2 separate regions of the Sus scrofa genome follow, and region 2 is linked to region 1. The links are chromatin contacts, called in public Hi-C maps. All regions are on one chromosome and are shown on one strand. Each heading gives the region's core, a stretch centred on a gene start, on an enhancer-like site or on the middle of the called end of the contact. The rest is flanking DNA. Distances are from core to core; before and after follow the strand shown. Region 1 holds the start of KMT2D (histone-lysine N-methyltransferase 2D). Region 2 holds the start of PRKAG1 (protein kinase AMP-activated non-catalytic subunit gamma 1).

Region 1 (7,173 bases), core at 2,539-5,038:
TGCCCTCCCCCGAGCGCAGCCCTCTCAAGCTGGTAATGCTGGCACTGCTTGGGAGGTACAGAAACCACCTTCGTCTAGCCTTGCGAGACAGTTACCAACATCCTCCAAAGCTGGAGCCTCATTCATGGGACCATGAATGAGAAGGTCAAGAAGCAAAGGGCTGGGGGTCCTCCAAGCTGTACCAAGAAGAATCTAGAGGCTCTTTCGAGAAGCCCCACTTCCTTACCCTGCAGTCTGGCACCTGCACCCCGATGCTGAGTCCCAGCTGTCAGGCCCATGAACAGATCCAAACAGATAAAGACCACAGGTTCCCTTGTCCCATCAGTCATAGCAAGAAACCACATATACACATCAAGGGTTTTTACCCTGGATCTAAACTGGCCTAAAGCCTGGCCAGGCTTCCTCTGGGGGAACCAGGGTCCCAGAGAACTACAGATCTAGGGAGTAAAACTGCATTGGGACCCCTTCACCCTAGGCCTGAGAGGCCCAAAACAGCAAGGAAAAAGGCAGGGATTAATCTCAAGGCACTCTCCTCCCTGCCTCCCCCCCAGCCCCAAAGCTTTAACTCCATTTTCCCAGCCAAAGGGGAAATGGAGGCTTGGAGAGGTGAAAGGCTGAAGCAGGCCCTTGAGTGAACAGCTCTTCTGAAGGACTCAGGACTTCCTGGTTCCCAGCCTGAGAATCAAACCACATCTCTCCCCACCCCCATTTTGGGCTGGCCCTTCAGGGAGGAATCCAAATGGCAACAGTGACCCTTCAGACCCTCCGGACTATCCCTGGGTCATTCTAGGGTCAACCACAGCTAACAAAGACAGGTCTCTCCTAAAGTTCTTCAGGGCCAGACAACAGGAGAAACCGTCCATAGGAAGCAAGGGCAGAGGGCATGGGTGACAGCTCGCCTCATTGCAGCACCCCTGTGCCACCTCTCACCTCAGGGCTCCCACCCAGAAATCTTTCAAGGGCAAACTCCTATTTTCTCCTTCCCAAGACCAAGCTCGAAGAGGTAGAGCTGATGTATGTTGGAGGGGGTAAAGTGAGGAAGCAAAATACACCAGCCAAATCCCTGCTGGGCAGCATGACAGCTGTGAGAGGGGCTGTCCCAGCCCAAGGCCCAGAGGCATGAGGCTCATTCTGCACCCTTCATGCAATCATATACACACCCCTTCTCCCCAACCTCTCCTGCCAGGGCCGAAAACACTGGCTTCAGCAGACACAGCTCTCTGATCAGGTCATTTCTCTTCCAGAGAGGTACAGGCCACTCTCTTCTGCAGGGCTGGGACGGGATCAGAGGGCCAGTTAATACTCCCTGATGGGAAAAGGTTGGAGAGGTCTGGGAGGGGCCTGCAGGACTGGCCAGGGACTTATGGGCCACCAGCTCCCCACACCAGGCCCAAAGAAAGAGGGAGACAAAAGCCATTTTTTGCAACCCACATTCGCAGGGAGCAAATCTCAACGGTCTCCTCTATAATCCCCTAGAGATTATGTCCATCCCGAGAGGAGGGGAGGCAAAGCAGCCTAAGACAGCACTAGGCCTCGCTGGGGTCACTTTGCCAGGCAGGGGTAGTTTAAAGTTGAATAGCAAGGCCAGAGCTGCCCCCAGCCCCGCCTCCTCCTTGCCCCAGCCACCCCCTTCATCGCACTAGTCAGTTTCCACACACTCTCCCCAGTGCACAGGGTATAAGGCCTAGTGAAGGATCTGGGGTTCCCTGAGTCTCCCAGAGACTGCTCTGGGTGTCCGGATGGGCAAGAACAACCTTAAAGTCCAAACTGGCAATAAGTCTGACCTGGCAGTGGCACCCTACCCCCGCTCCCAAGTTGTTCCATTCCCAAGGCCCACAAGGAACCCTGAAGGAGAAGCAGCTGACTGGGATTGGTGCTGGCATCAGGGCTTGGGTCCTAGTTTAGTAGAGCTCCCCCCAACACAAAAATAAACAGGCAGAGAGGCTTTCTGGCCAGGTTCCCAAACTCCCGTGGTTCCCCAAACCCCCAGTCTTTAAAGAGGCACACCCCAAGACACCAGGCCTCCGTTCTGCCCTGGCGACTGGCTCAGGTTCCCTTGACAGACCCTGCCAAAGGAACCCTCCTCAGCTCTGGCACCCCTTTCTCCAACCTACAGGCCAGCTCCGGCCAAGATAGTCCATCTGGCTATGCCCCCAGTCCAACCCATTCTGGGCCCTGGCCGGGCGGACTTCACTCACCTCTTCACAGGGCGATCCAGAAATCCTCATCCGAGAACATGGCCAGAGCCCGGGCCGCTCCCCGACCTCCAACCGCCAGAGCGATCACAGCCGCCCCCCGCACGGGGGGGCTTAGGGGGGCCAAGAACGGTAAATCCAGGTCGGAGTGGCCACCCTTCCCCCCCCAAAAAAAGCAAGAAGCCAAAGAGGGGTTCTCTGCCTCGGGTTCCAGCAGTTTAGGTTTCCATGGACAGCCCCAGGGCGGTGAATCCCGAGCGGACACAAAGAGAGCACCGGTGGCTTTGATCTTGGGCGAGCAGGCTCCGCATCCGCGTCGCCCGGCGGCCTTTCAGTCCTAGGGCCGGGCCAGCGCCCCGGCCGCCCGCGCCGGGCTCGGGCGGAACGTCGAGGCTCTCCAGATGGAACGTCGAGGCGCCTCCCCAGCAGCCCGGAAGGAATGCCGCGCCGGCCCGCGCCGGGCCCGGATGGAACGTGAGACCCTCGCAGGAGCGCCGAGCCCCTCTCTCCGCTCGGGCCGGCGCCCCGGGGCCGCGCGAGCTACGGCGACGCGGAGCCGGCGGGGCCGCGGGGCTGAACCTGACACACACCCAGCGCCGGGCTCCTCGACCCCGAACGCTCGCCCTCGGCGGCTTCGAGCACCCCACCTTCTTCTCCCCCCCGGGAAGGGAGGAGGGTAGGTGGGCGAGGAAGAGGAAGGGGCGGGCGGTGCGAGCCCTCTGCCCGCTCCCCTCCGGCCGCTCCAGGCCCTGCGCTCGCCTCCCTTTCCCTCTGGCCTCGGGAGCTGCCCCGCCCCCGGCCTGGCCGGCTCTGATCGGCGGCACCCCCTCGACCCCCGGCTGGCTGTGATCGCGGGGGGCCTAGAGGTGCATGGCCCAACCCCGGCTCCCGGCGCCGGGGGGTCAGGAAACTGAGCGGAAAGTGGGGAACGAGGCAGCCATTTGCAACCGGAGAGGAAAGTAGTGCAGCGCGGCGCCGCTCCGCCTCCCCCCCTCCGCCTCCTGTTCGGCCGGTAGGGTGGTTCCTGCGAAGGGGCTATTTCCTGGCCCGAGATCCCGGCAGCGGTCGTGGAGATTCAGGAAGCCTCCGGCGCGAGATCCTGGGGGCCCTTTTGCCTGGGGAACCCCACTTGAGAAGGGGGAGAAAGGAGAAGACGCGGCCCTATTTTGTGTTGGAGCGGAGCGGCGGAGGGATCCAGCCCTCTCGGAGGAAAGGCTGTGACTCTGCAGTTCTACGCACACGCTGAGGGATCCCTCCGCCAATGGTTAACCCCGACCGCGCCGGGCCGGCCGCTGTGCAGACACGTGGGAATGAAGCCCCCCTCCTCTTCGCCCCGGCCCTGGAACTGCCTCTTTTACCGCCCGGCTAGTGAAACTAGGGCTCTGGCCACTTTCTAATTCCGTTTTCCCGGAGTTTTCGGCCCCTGAGACTCCAACTGCCCCTTGCCTCGGCCAGGGGCAATCTTCCCCGGGAGGGGGATGGAAGAAGAGCCAGGAGATTGGCCGCTGCTCTGCATCCTGGGAACTGGAGTCCGCAAATGGAGAAAGTGAGGCACGGCGCCTGGCGCTGCAAAGGGTGGGTTCCTGCCACGTTCGGGGGCCCAAAGGAAAGCGGATCGAGTGCCTGGTCGTTCCTTCTGGCTCTCAAACCCTCTCGAGAGGAAAGAGGACTGTTAGTGCCCCCACAATCACCTCCCCCATCAAAACATAAATGTAGAGTTTCCCGGGTGCTCCTACTCGCACCTCTAGTCTTTCTCTCCGGATCTTCAGGGCCTATGTCCCCTTTTTTAGTAAACAGAGGAGATGTAACTTGGAGCCTTGCTGCTACCTGGCCAGAATACTGTTACTCTAGACAAGATCCCAAAACACTCAACTTGCAGGCACCCCTCCCCCATTAGTCTGGATGAAAAGGGGTTGGAATAACTTCTCTGCATTAGCTGTAACCACGGCATGGATAAGAGGAGACAAATTAACAATGTGCTAGATACTTTATATCTTCTCATTCTTCACCCTCGTTATGAATTACGTGGAACTATGGCTGTATGAAGAGACTGAGGCTAAAATAGGTAAAATTGCCCAACGAATCACATCTAGTGAGAAGTTGAGCCATGCATGATTCAAATCAATGTTTTTCCTGGGGTGAGTGTGTGTTAAAATGTGGAGAAAAGCAGGCAGATCAAGTGCAGGGCTGGTTTTGTGGGAAAGGGTTTGCAGTGGTATCCAATAGAACTTTCTGCATTGATAGAAATGCACTATATCTACACTATTAATATGGCTTAGCCACATGTAGTTATTGGGCACTTTGAAATGTAGGTGGTGCAACTAAGGAACTTTTCATTTGTTTAATTTTAAAACTAAATTGAATAGGCATATGTGACTTGTGGCTTCCATATTGGGCAGTGCAGGAGACCTACATCCCTAGACCAGAGTTATAGGAGGGATCAGGACAAGGCGTGTCCTGTCCTAGTCACACACTGACATGTGCCCTGCACTTAGCCAAAAAGTCCAGCAGAGACCCCACACCTATCCCAAATATAGTGGAATAGGTTCACCAAGAGACAGAAATTTGAAAATATAATGCCTCTCCCTACTGTCTTCATCCAGAGGCAGGCAGGCAGGCCAGACCCTCACCAAAAAGACGTCCAATAACATGACAGCAAACATTTCTTACGGGTTTATTATATATAAGGAACTATGCCTAGGCATTTCATATGTCATTTCAGTTTCATTTTCACCTCAATCCTGTGAGAAAGCTTTAACTACACTTCAGAAAGGAGAAACAGAGAGGTTCAGAGGCTCAGAGAGGTTAAGTGTCTGGCCAAGGTCACAGAGCTAAGTGGAAGAGTAACTGTTTCAAGCCAACCATTAACCACTGTCCTTTACTACTAATCAGGCCTTGAGATTGTTTGATACACTTCTAGAAAACCTCAGATATGTGTTATTCTATCTCAGACCTTATGGAAATAACAGCAGAAGTGTAGGTACCCATAATGAGAATTCCAGGTCACATGTGCAAAAGGACGTCATTTTAGTGTAAGGAGAGAGGGTGATGACAACCTGACAACCATAAAGAGAATCCTAAACCTCTGAGACATTGCTCTTTGGAATATGCTCCTTCCAGCAGCCCTTATTTCTTTTTAGATTCCGGATGAGAGCTCCAAAAGCAGCTGGCAGGACTTCTGAAAACCAGCGTGACATACCATCACCCCCAACTGTAAGACTAGCTGGCTGGTCTGGAGCCAGGCAATAACAAGGTCACAGCTAAAAACCCCACCTACATTTTGTCCATTTTCCCCAACTAAGTGCATTGACAGAGTACCTCAAGTTCTTCAAGTTGCCAGGAAAGGTATGCCCTTCCTGTGAAGGCTACCATTCAAGTATCCTTATAAATCCCTGGAGAAGGTATTAGGCCAATTAGGCCCAAGGGCTACCAGGGGGGGTAGGGAGTAGAGGCCGGGTAGGACCAAACTTAGCCTTTGACACCTAAAAAAGGTAGCACAACTTCAAATGTTTGAAAGGTATGAAAGGAGCAAAGAGCATCCCTTTTATGGGTCTGAGGCATGTGGAAGTTCCCAGGCCAGGGATCGAACCATACCACGGCAGTGACAACTCCAGATCCCTAACTGCTGCACCACAAAAGCACTCCAAGAATATCCATTTTAATGAAAGGCATTGAAGACGAGGGTGGGGAGTGGGGATTGATATACATCGGGGCATTTTTTTCTTCCTTTCTCTTTTCTTTCTTTTTTTCTGGCCATGCTCCAGGGTGTTTGGAAATTCCAGGGCCAGGATCAAACCTGTAGCACAGCAGTGGCCTGAGCCACAGCAGTGACTGTGCTTGGTTCTGAACCCACTGGGCCATCAGGAAACTCCCAGGGCATTATTTCTTACTTTACTCGACTCTCTTTAGAAAGCTAAAATCTTCACAACACTTTAGTCCCTGCCTTTTCACTACTTCACTGTTCTTACATGATTAGGAACTAGGGTCTTTCTTCCTCCAGCCCAAACCCTATCCTCTCTGAGTTCCAGCAAATGCCAAGACCCCAGGAGGGAAGCTAGGTCAGCATGTGGCAGCTGGCCACTAGAGGGTGGTGTTTCTGTAGTTAAGGGGATGGTGAGCGTCTACAAATTTGGGAGGGAGTGGCAGCCAACAGGTTACCTGTATGGGCGAAAGGAGTAGAAAAGGAAAGTGGGAAAGGTGAGGAGGAGATCCTAGGGTTATGGTCCTGAATGAGTGAGGAAGAGGTAAGGAATGGTAACAAGGCAGGAAGAAAACATTTGCCCTGATTCGCTACCAAAGGCCATAGCCATCAACTCCTTGGAAAAGGAGCTGTTGGCATTGAACTCTCCCCAGATACAGAGAAGTCAACTACAAAAGGATTTCTCAGTTTATTTGCATATATACATTGTCACTCCAGAGAGTCACCTCCACTTCAGGAGTCCCCAGCTCCCCTCACCCAGCCAACATCCAAAACCTACCTAGGCAACTGGGTCCTAAATAAACAATGCCCAGGACTCAAATCCCAATCCCACAGGTTATAACAATTCATTTACTTAGCAAAGACAGAGGGCTAGAGGACACTGCCCGTGAGACATCCTTGCCCCTTTGTAAACATTGACAGCCAGGCCACGGGAGCCTGGGCAAGTGTGCAAACATGAGGGTACCACACTGTGTGCCCAGAGGGCCAGGGACACAGCTGGTAACCAAACCCGTGAGGTCCTGAGGCCCTGCCCCCCAAACCTCTGCTGGAGCCTGGCACATGCCAGGAGCAGAATCAAGGCAGCTACCCCATGCTCAAGGGTTCACATGAGATGGCAACGGTGCTCTTGGCCATATGAATTCTCCACCCGGGCAATCTCCTGGATGACTTTGGTGAAGATGCCTTGAGTCAGCTGCAAGGGATAAGAATTCAGGGCAAAAAAGTTGGTTAGTTCACTGCCAGTACTCTGAGGTGAATACCCTATACTCCCCCACCATC
Region 2 (7,173 bases), core at 1,325-3,824, 42 kb before region 1:
ACATACCCTAAGGCTGAAACACAGATTCACAATTTCTGCCAAACTTCTCATCCACATTTCCAGTTGTTTGCTGGGCCATCACAGATGTCACAGAGACTCCTCAAGTGCTTCAATACCAAACAGAACAGCATCTGTCCCTCCAATCCTATTATTTTTACTGTGGTTCCCACCTTTGCTTTTGCATCGCTGTCTTCCCCAGTGCCTAGAACAGGAGGGTTGATTCCTCCGAGAAACAGCTATTCCAACATGTCTGCTTAGAATGACAGACCAGGGTCAACTTAAACTTGTCCTTAACATCTATGAGGTAAGCTGCTATGTTAGAAATGTCTCAAATCCATCTCTCTCCTTTCTACTTTCACAGCTTTAACTTAGCCCCCCCCCCACTTTTTTTCCCCCCGCCACTTTCAAAACATGTGAAAGTTCCCAGGCCAGGGATCAAACCTGTGCCACAGCAGTGACCTGAGCCACTGCAGTGACAATGTCAGATCCTTAACCTGCTTGTGCCACAAGGGAACTCCTAAGCTTAGCCTCGTACATGCCATTTCTATAGCATTCTCTAAACTGGTCTCCTTGCCCTAAATCTATTTCCTCTTAATTTGTCTTCCATGCTGGCACCCAGTTCTCTCCCCAAGTACCTCAGATTTGCAAGGGACTCTCATCTCCACCAACTAAGAACTCACTACTTTCTGAAGTAGCCCCATCCATTTACAGAAAGCCATTAGGGACATGCCTAAAGCATACTCACTACCTTGCTCATAAACCTTCCGTGGGTCCCCTTGTTACAAAACAAAAGTCAGGAGTTCCCGATGTGGCACAATGGGATCAGTGGCATCTTGGAAGCACCGGGAAGAAGGTTCAATCCCCAGCCCCCTACAGTGAGTTAAGGTCTGGCATTGCTGCATCTGTGGTTTAAGTCAGGTCTGTGGCTCAGATCTGATCCCTGGCCCAGGAACTCCAAATGCTGCAGGGTGGCCAAAATAAAAACAAAAACAAAATTCAAACTTAACATGGTATGCAATACCTTCAACCTGACCTCAGCCTACTTTTAGTCTTTTCTCCAACTGTGACCAAAATCCAAAACTCCAGCAACACCAAACCACTGGCTCACCCCCAATTAATCTCTACATACCCCAGTTTCTATGCCCTTGCTCACACTGTTCTCTCAACCTGCAATGCCCTCTCCTGGGTTCACAGTAATTTCTCCCTTCCCTATGCTTCCACAGTCCCCTTGTTTGCATCTTGATGATGGCACTGATTACAGTCTACCTGAAATAACAGCTGTCACTGCTTGCCCTCACTCCCACTCCAGTTAAGCTGAGCATTTTCAAAGCAGGGGTTTTCTTTCTCCTTCTTCTTAAAACAATTTCTATTCTAAGAACCTAAAGTATGAGGGCTAAATTAGAAAATCCATACAAGAATGCTCTGTAAACCATAATACATTTCCGAGTAAAAAATAATGTTATTTGAAATTTAGTGGAATCAGATCTTTTATTCTTGCTCAAAATGCTCTTAATTTGTAACTCCCTTGCCTGAGTGGCCAGTTGCAAATCGTAATTTACCACTTTGGTTTTGTTTCCTCTGTATAACCTAAGGGACATGACCCCTCTGCAGGTGGAGAAAAGGGTTACAGTAAGGAAATTAGCCTGGGCATGTAACTGATCCAAAGAAAAGTGAACCTGCAGCCCTCACACAACTACAGTAGCAGATGATCCAAACCAAGATGGGCATATCTGCCTGACAGAAGAGACATGGTTAAGCACTGTCGGAGAGGTAAGGGAATGGAAAAGGCTCCATCCAGAGTGCTAGACCAAGGGTCCTGAGAGTGAGGGTGGGTCCAAATAGGTCGAAGGCAACCTGCAGCAACTCTGGGAGGATGACACGGGCCTGCCACAATCCGTTAATGCCTGCTTGCCAAGAAGGAGCTATGACAACACATCTGCTTAGAATCGCAGAGCAGGGCATGACCTAAACTATTCCAGGGACACAGTGGCCTCTAACACTGAAAAGATTCCCTCCTTCAGGGAAACCCCACTTTTCAGTCTTATCAAGGGATGTGACGTCGCTGGACACCTCAAGGCGGTATAAAAGGCTTTCAGACGTCCCTCCTGCCAAGGATTCCACGAATCTCACTCAGACAACTGGGCACCAGGTGCTACCTGCAAGCGAGGGACCCTCTGAACCTCCTGCCTCACCCAGCAAAGCTGGATCACAACCCTTCTCTCTCAGGCAAACCTCTCAAGGGCTTGTGGTGCTAAAAGGAAAGGAGACCTGAGATCGCCAGGGTGCGTGTGGGTTCCAAGGAGGGAGCCGGGAGTCACTGCCCGCTCAGGCTAACAGTACCGCGGACGGAAGGCAGGCACTGACGCGGCCCAGTCCTAGGAGAGGAGAAGAAGCGGAGCAGCAGGGTCATGGAATAGGACAGACGCGGGGCTTCTCTTTTCCTGGGCACCAGCGCCGGCTTCCCTGTCCCCTTACTGGGGTCTTAGGCTCCACAGCGCCCCCCCACCGCCCTCCCGCGCTCCTCACCGTCTCCATTGCGAGACGCCGGCTGAGTTCGTTCGTTTTAGGAAGCTCGCCCGGGGCGGGGGGCGGAGAAGGCCCCGCCCCACGTCCGGTACCGCAAGGCCACTTCCGCTTACGTCGGGACACACGCAAGTCAAGAGCGGAAGGCGGGGAGCTTACCCTTCCGGCGTTGCTTAGCCTCAGAAACCGCCCTCCCCCGGTCCACACTGGGACCTCGCTGATCCCACCGACGGCGAGGGTGACGGGACGGAGCCGCTTGTATTTAAAATGTTCTTTTTTTTATTTGTCGTTTAAAAACAAACTTGGAAGAAGCAAAATCCAAAACTTGCCCTTTGCCTCTTGCAACATAAATTATGTACAGTTCAGAATGATCGCTGATACAAAACATGCCAAGGACAGGGGCGCTGGGGGTGGAGGGAGAGAGGGCGCTTTAAAAAAGGGAATCATTTCATCCGTTGTTACGAAGGACCAACCTTGCTGTACAGGATACACACAACACAAAATAAAGTCTTCACGGGATTCACACTTGTCAGAGATTTATTTTTTAAAAAGGGGGAGGGTCCTGGAGGTGAGGGGAGAAGACCGTAAAGGGGAAAAACTGAAAATTGAATATGTGCAAGTGTAAACCAACCCAAAATACAAACACGGGGGTGGGGGTGGGGGAGGGAATTCTGATGCAATTATACAGGCGGGGTACTTAAAAAAAAAAAAAAAAACCAACAACCAAAATTCCAACCTTGTAGCTTGGGTCTGAGTTAGTTTATATAAAAATTAAAAACTGTATAAGGTTTCTTCACTAAATTCTACAGGACTATCGGATACCTAGCATACGCTTACAAAGTCTGCCCCATCCCCTTTTCCCAATCCCAGGGCCCAAGCCCCAACCAGGGCCTGACTCACTGGAGCCAAATCTCCCCATCCCTGGAGCCTAGACCTTTTGCTCTTGGAAAAGGAACATCCAATGGCTTTGGGGTCAGCAGCCCAGTCTCCCCACTGTCTGATTTCATTACAGTGGTTTCTGTGGGGGTGGGGGTGGGGGTGGGGGTGGGATGTTATCCTCTTAAACATTTGCAGCTTGAAACAGTTGAGGAAGCAGCTTAAAAAAAAAAAAAAAATCTCCCTACCCCCATCAATCCGCAACCCCCCAAATTCAAAAACAAAACAAAAACAAACCTAAAATCACAACAGCGACCGTGCTCCCCCTCCAGCAGGCCTGCCCACACACCGCCACCAAGCCCACCCCTACACTCCAGATATTTGATTCTTGAAAATATTAATTACAAAATGCCCTTTGCCCACAGCCCCTAGGAGAGAACTGCATATAAGCTTCATCTTCATCCCCACGGCTCCCTACCAGAGAGGGGTCTGGGGCCGCATCTACCCCCGGACCTACCCCTACCCCCAGGAAGAGGTTCAACTGCAGCACAAGCTTGGGCAGAAAGGGGAAGGAAAGGGAGGCAGGGGAACCCATTACCCTCTGGCTCCCCCTGGGGCCAGCTCACTTTTGTGCGTTATAACATAGTCCAACTATACAAAAGGGGGTGGGAATCGCCCAGCCTCTACACCCCCACCTTACAGCAGTCACAGCCAGGGGGTGGGGAGGAGGGGGTGAGGAAAAGGGCGGTAGGTTGGGTAATGGAGGGGGCCCCCCCACAAGGGGAGCTCCATGTGTCCGCCCCACACCCCCCTACCATTTATAAACTGGTTTTGTAAAAAGAAAATAGATATATTTATATAGAATATATAAAGCACAAAAATTAGTAGTTTTACATTTGCTCTCCCCGGGGGTGGGGGGAGAGGGGAGGGTTCTCACCTCCAGCCGGCTCCCCCATGCCCCACAAGACTATGTACAATCCCATGTATAAATAGATAAATACCCCCCACCCTCCCCGCGCTGACACTAAGCTCCCCCACCCCCACATCACCACCCCTTCCCACCAGACCAGCAGCAGTTTGGTGACCAAGGGAAAGTGGGAGCTCCGGGCCACACCCTGCCTCACTGGGTATGGGCATGCCACTCAGGGATAGCCCTCACCCTACCACCCATCCACCCCGTCCAGGGGCTGGAGGGCAAATGGGCTCATGATGGGGCTGGGAAAACAGGAGGGGGATATCCTGGTCCTAGCTTTAGCACGCCCCTCCTGCCCCCATGTCCAGATGGAGAAGGAAGTCCTAGAGCAACTAGGGGCCAGTCATCCCCAATCTTCATCATCATTAGCCTCAACCACCATCCCATGCCCATAATTAAAAACAAAGAGGGATTTTTTGTTGTTGTTTTTTTTCTTCTTCCTCCTACCCCCCTTCCACCCACTCAGAAGAGGGCAGTGAGGTGGGGGAGAGGGTTGGGGCAGTAGGGGGCTTGGAGAGGGTCTCACATTTCAAAACAGCAAAAAATCCAACACTTAAATGAGGTAGGTGTGGGTGCGGGGTCTCCTTGCCCGGCTTGCCTGGCTTGCCCTCCTGGGCAGCTGGGCGCCTCTTTCCCGTTCATGTTGCATTTGTCAGAGTGGAAAACAAGGAAACACAACCCATAGAGAGACAGAGACACAAAGGAGAAGAGGGAGACAGAGACAGATTGAGAGGGAAGGGGATGGGGGTGAGGGTGGGGGCAGGACCCGGCAGGCAGGGCCAGGTGTGGGACCCGGCCTTTGGGATTGTCAAGCTTAGTCAAGTCTCTTTGCAGCCTTGAGTTGGGCCAGAGAGGTCGGTGGGAGCAGCAGGGCTGTGAGGCCCGGCCACACATCCTCCTCCCCCCTCCCTGCTGCCTCCCAGATGCTTCTGGGTAGTTCCCGGCCCATATCCCCCTCAAACCTGAGATGCCCAATGGCTGCTTCTGTCTGGCCCCTCCTGGAGCTGGGGGCAGAGATGCCAGCCTGGGGGCCGGTGGCGGGGAAGAGGGTCATCCCTGGTGCCCAGGGTGGGCTTGGCCTAGGGCCCTCCGCCCCAGCCTCCTGCTCCGGGGCTCCGGTCAGCCGGCAGCCCCAGCCCTGGGTCCTGGCTCTGGCTGCTACCTCTCTTCCCCCTCATCCCTTTCAGGGAAGAGGTTGGGGGTGGGGGGACTCCCCTGCCTGGTAGCCTCAACGCTTCTTAGTTCATCCATTTCCGACAATTCCAGGCTCCACAGTGGCAGGGGATCTTGTGCTGATCGTCCTCAAAATCAAACTGATAGTCATAGGTCAGCTGCAATGAGAAGAGGGCAGAATCAGGGCCCATCCCCCAGAGGAAGTGGGGGCGGGCAGTGGCCCTGGAATTGGACTGGGGGCGATGGCAGGGAAGAGGGAGCTGCTCTGTCGCTCGCTGAGGATGTTTCCTCCTACCTCCTCTCCTTTGGGGATTCGCCGGCTCGAGATGATGATGATTTTGTCCTCCTTGTCAAAGGTCACAACTTCTGCCACACAGTTAGGGGCACAGGAATGGTTAATGTACCTGGGCAGTGGAACAGGTCAGGAGTGGCAGGCAATTGAGTTGGATGACTCTGGCTCCTTGTTGGCCCACCCCCAGAGACCCCCTAAATCTCTCCTTACTCATGCCCCTCTCACCTGGCAGGGCCTCCGGTCAACGTAGCATCAATCACATGTTCATTGTTTATTCGAAACATGTAGATGCCTCGATTCTAGAAAGGCAGAGGTTGCAGAAGGAGCAAGAAGGTCAGAGAACAGCCGTGGTGGTGGTGGGCTCAGGTGGTGGACTTGGGCGGTGGGCTTCTCTTCATTTCTCCTGTCTCCTGCCTCTCCTCTCCTCTTTCCACAGCTCTGCACCAGCTCCTCTGGACCCAACCCCGCCCCTCACCCTTGGCTAAGTGTGGACCACGCACCCCGACGGCCCCTCTGCCAGCCCATACCTGCTCCTCATAGATCTTCTCCCGCCGGTTGGCCACCTCGTTGCGAATGATGGTGCCAATGTACTCGATGACCATTGTGTGCTTTTCTAGGTCCTTGGCTGCGTAGAGCCCCAGGCCCTGGATACGGGAGCGAGCCAGATACACATTGTTCTTCCACTCGGTGCGGAGCCGCCGATACTGAGATGACTTGGAGTGCACGAACTGCTTGCTGTACGGGGTGTTGGTCTCGCCTGTGAAGGTGCTCTGATAGGCCTTGGACATGCTGGTGCTGTTCAGAGTGTGGGGCCTGGGAGGTGATACAGTCCATGACAAGACAGCTCTCCCTCAGACCAGGCACACACCACCCACTTCCTCCCTGGGAGGTGCAACGCTCCAGTCTGGGGTGTGTGCTGCCTCGGGAATGGAGGAGAGGCATTGGGGCCTTGGCTTTGGAGAGGCAGCCACTAGCTACAGGGACCCTTCCAACACCCTGGGAGACAGAGAGAGCCCAGGATGGGGGGGGGCGGGGCATGGAGGGAGGGAAAAGGGCGCTGATTCCCCTACACTGAGCCCGCTCTCCCATCTCCCCTCTTTCTGCCACCCTCCTGCCACACTGGACCCAAGGCCAGGCTCCTCTGGGAGGTCTTCCCAGGCAGCCCAGGCCTGGAATTTAAGCTCATGATTTGTTCAAATATCTGAGTCCCACCTCCTCCTCGTGCTGGAAGCTCTGAAAATGGGGGCCATGTCTATGACATTGGGCTGGACTTGAATTAAAATCGGCTCTGGATTCACAGCCAAAAGGTGGTACCCTTGCCTTCCTTGCACTGTCC

The links. A called contact is a pair of places that touch in the nucleus more often than the background predicts.
Region 2: a contact with region 1 is called in a Hi-C map of liver, with 4 times the contacts expected there. The contact joins the promoter of PRKAG1 here to the promoter of KMT2D in region 1. A contact is called at or near these places in 9 of 47 Hi-C or Micro-C datasets (blood, embryonic fibroblasts, epiblast stem cells and 4 more) and 2 of 2 datasets of contacts at active chromatin or transcription factors (alveolar macrophages and skeletal muscle).

Annotation. Positions count from the first base shown.
Region 1 is chr5:15,087,834-15,095,006 of Sscrofa11.1, forward strand. KMT2D (histone-lysine N-methyltransferase 2D) reads right to left here and starts at 3,789. Exons shown (of 56, transcript XM_021091593.1): 1 at 2,199-3,789. It overlaps RHEBL1 (GTPase RhebL1), which reads right to left. Exons shown (of 7, transcript XM_021091594.1): 7 at 6,565-7,087. The coding sequence ends at 6,998.
Region 2 is chr5:15,047,045-15,054,217 of Sscrofa11.1, forward strand. It overlaps PRKAG1 (protein kinase AMP-activated non-catalytic subunit gamma 1), which reads right to left and starts at 2,575. Exons shown (of 12, transcript NM_001001642.2): 1 at 2,527-2,575. The coding sequence starts at 2,535. It overlaps KMT2D (histone-lysine N-methyltransferase 2D), which reads right to left. Exons shown (of 56, transcript XM_021091593.1): 53 at 6,365-6,650; 54 at 6,063-6,136; 55 at 5,841-5,949; 56 at 2,783-5,703. The coding sequence ends at 5,611.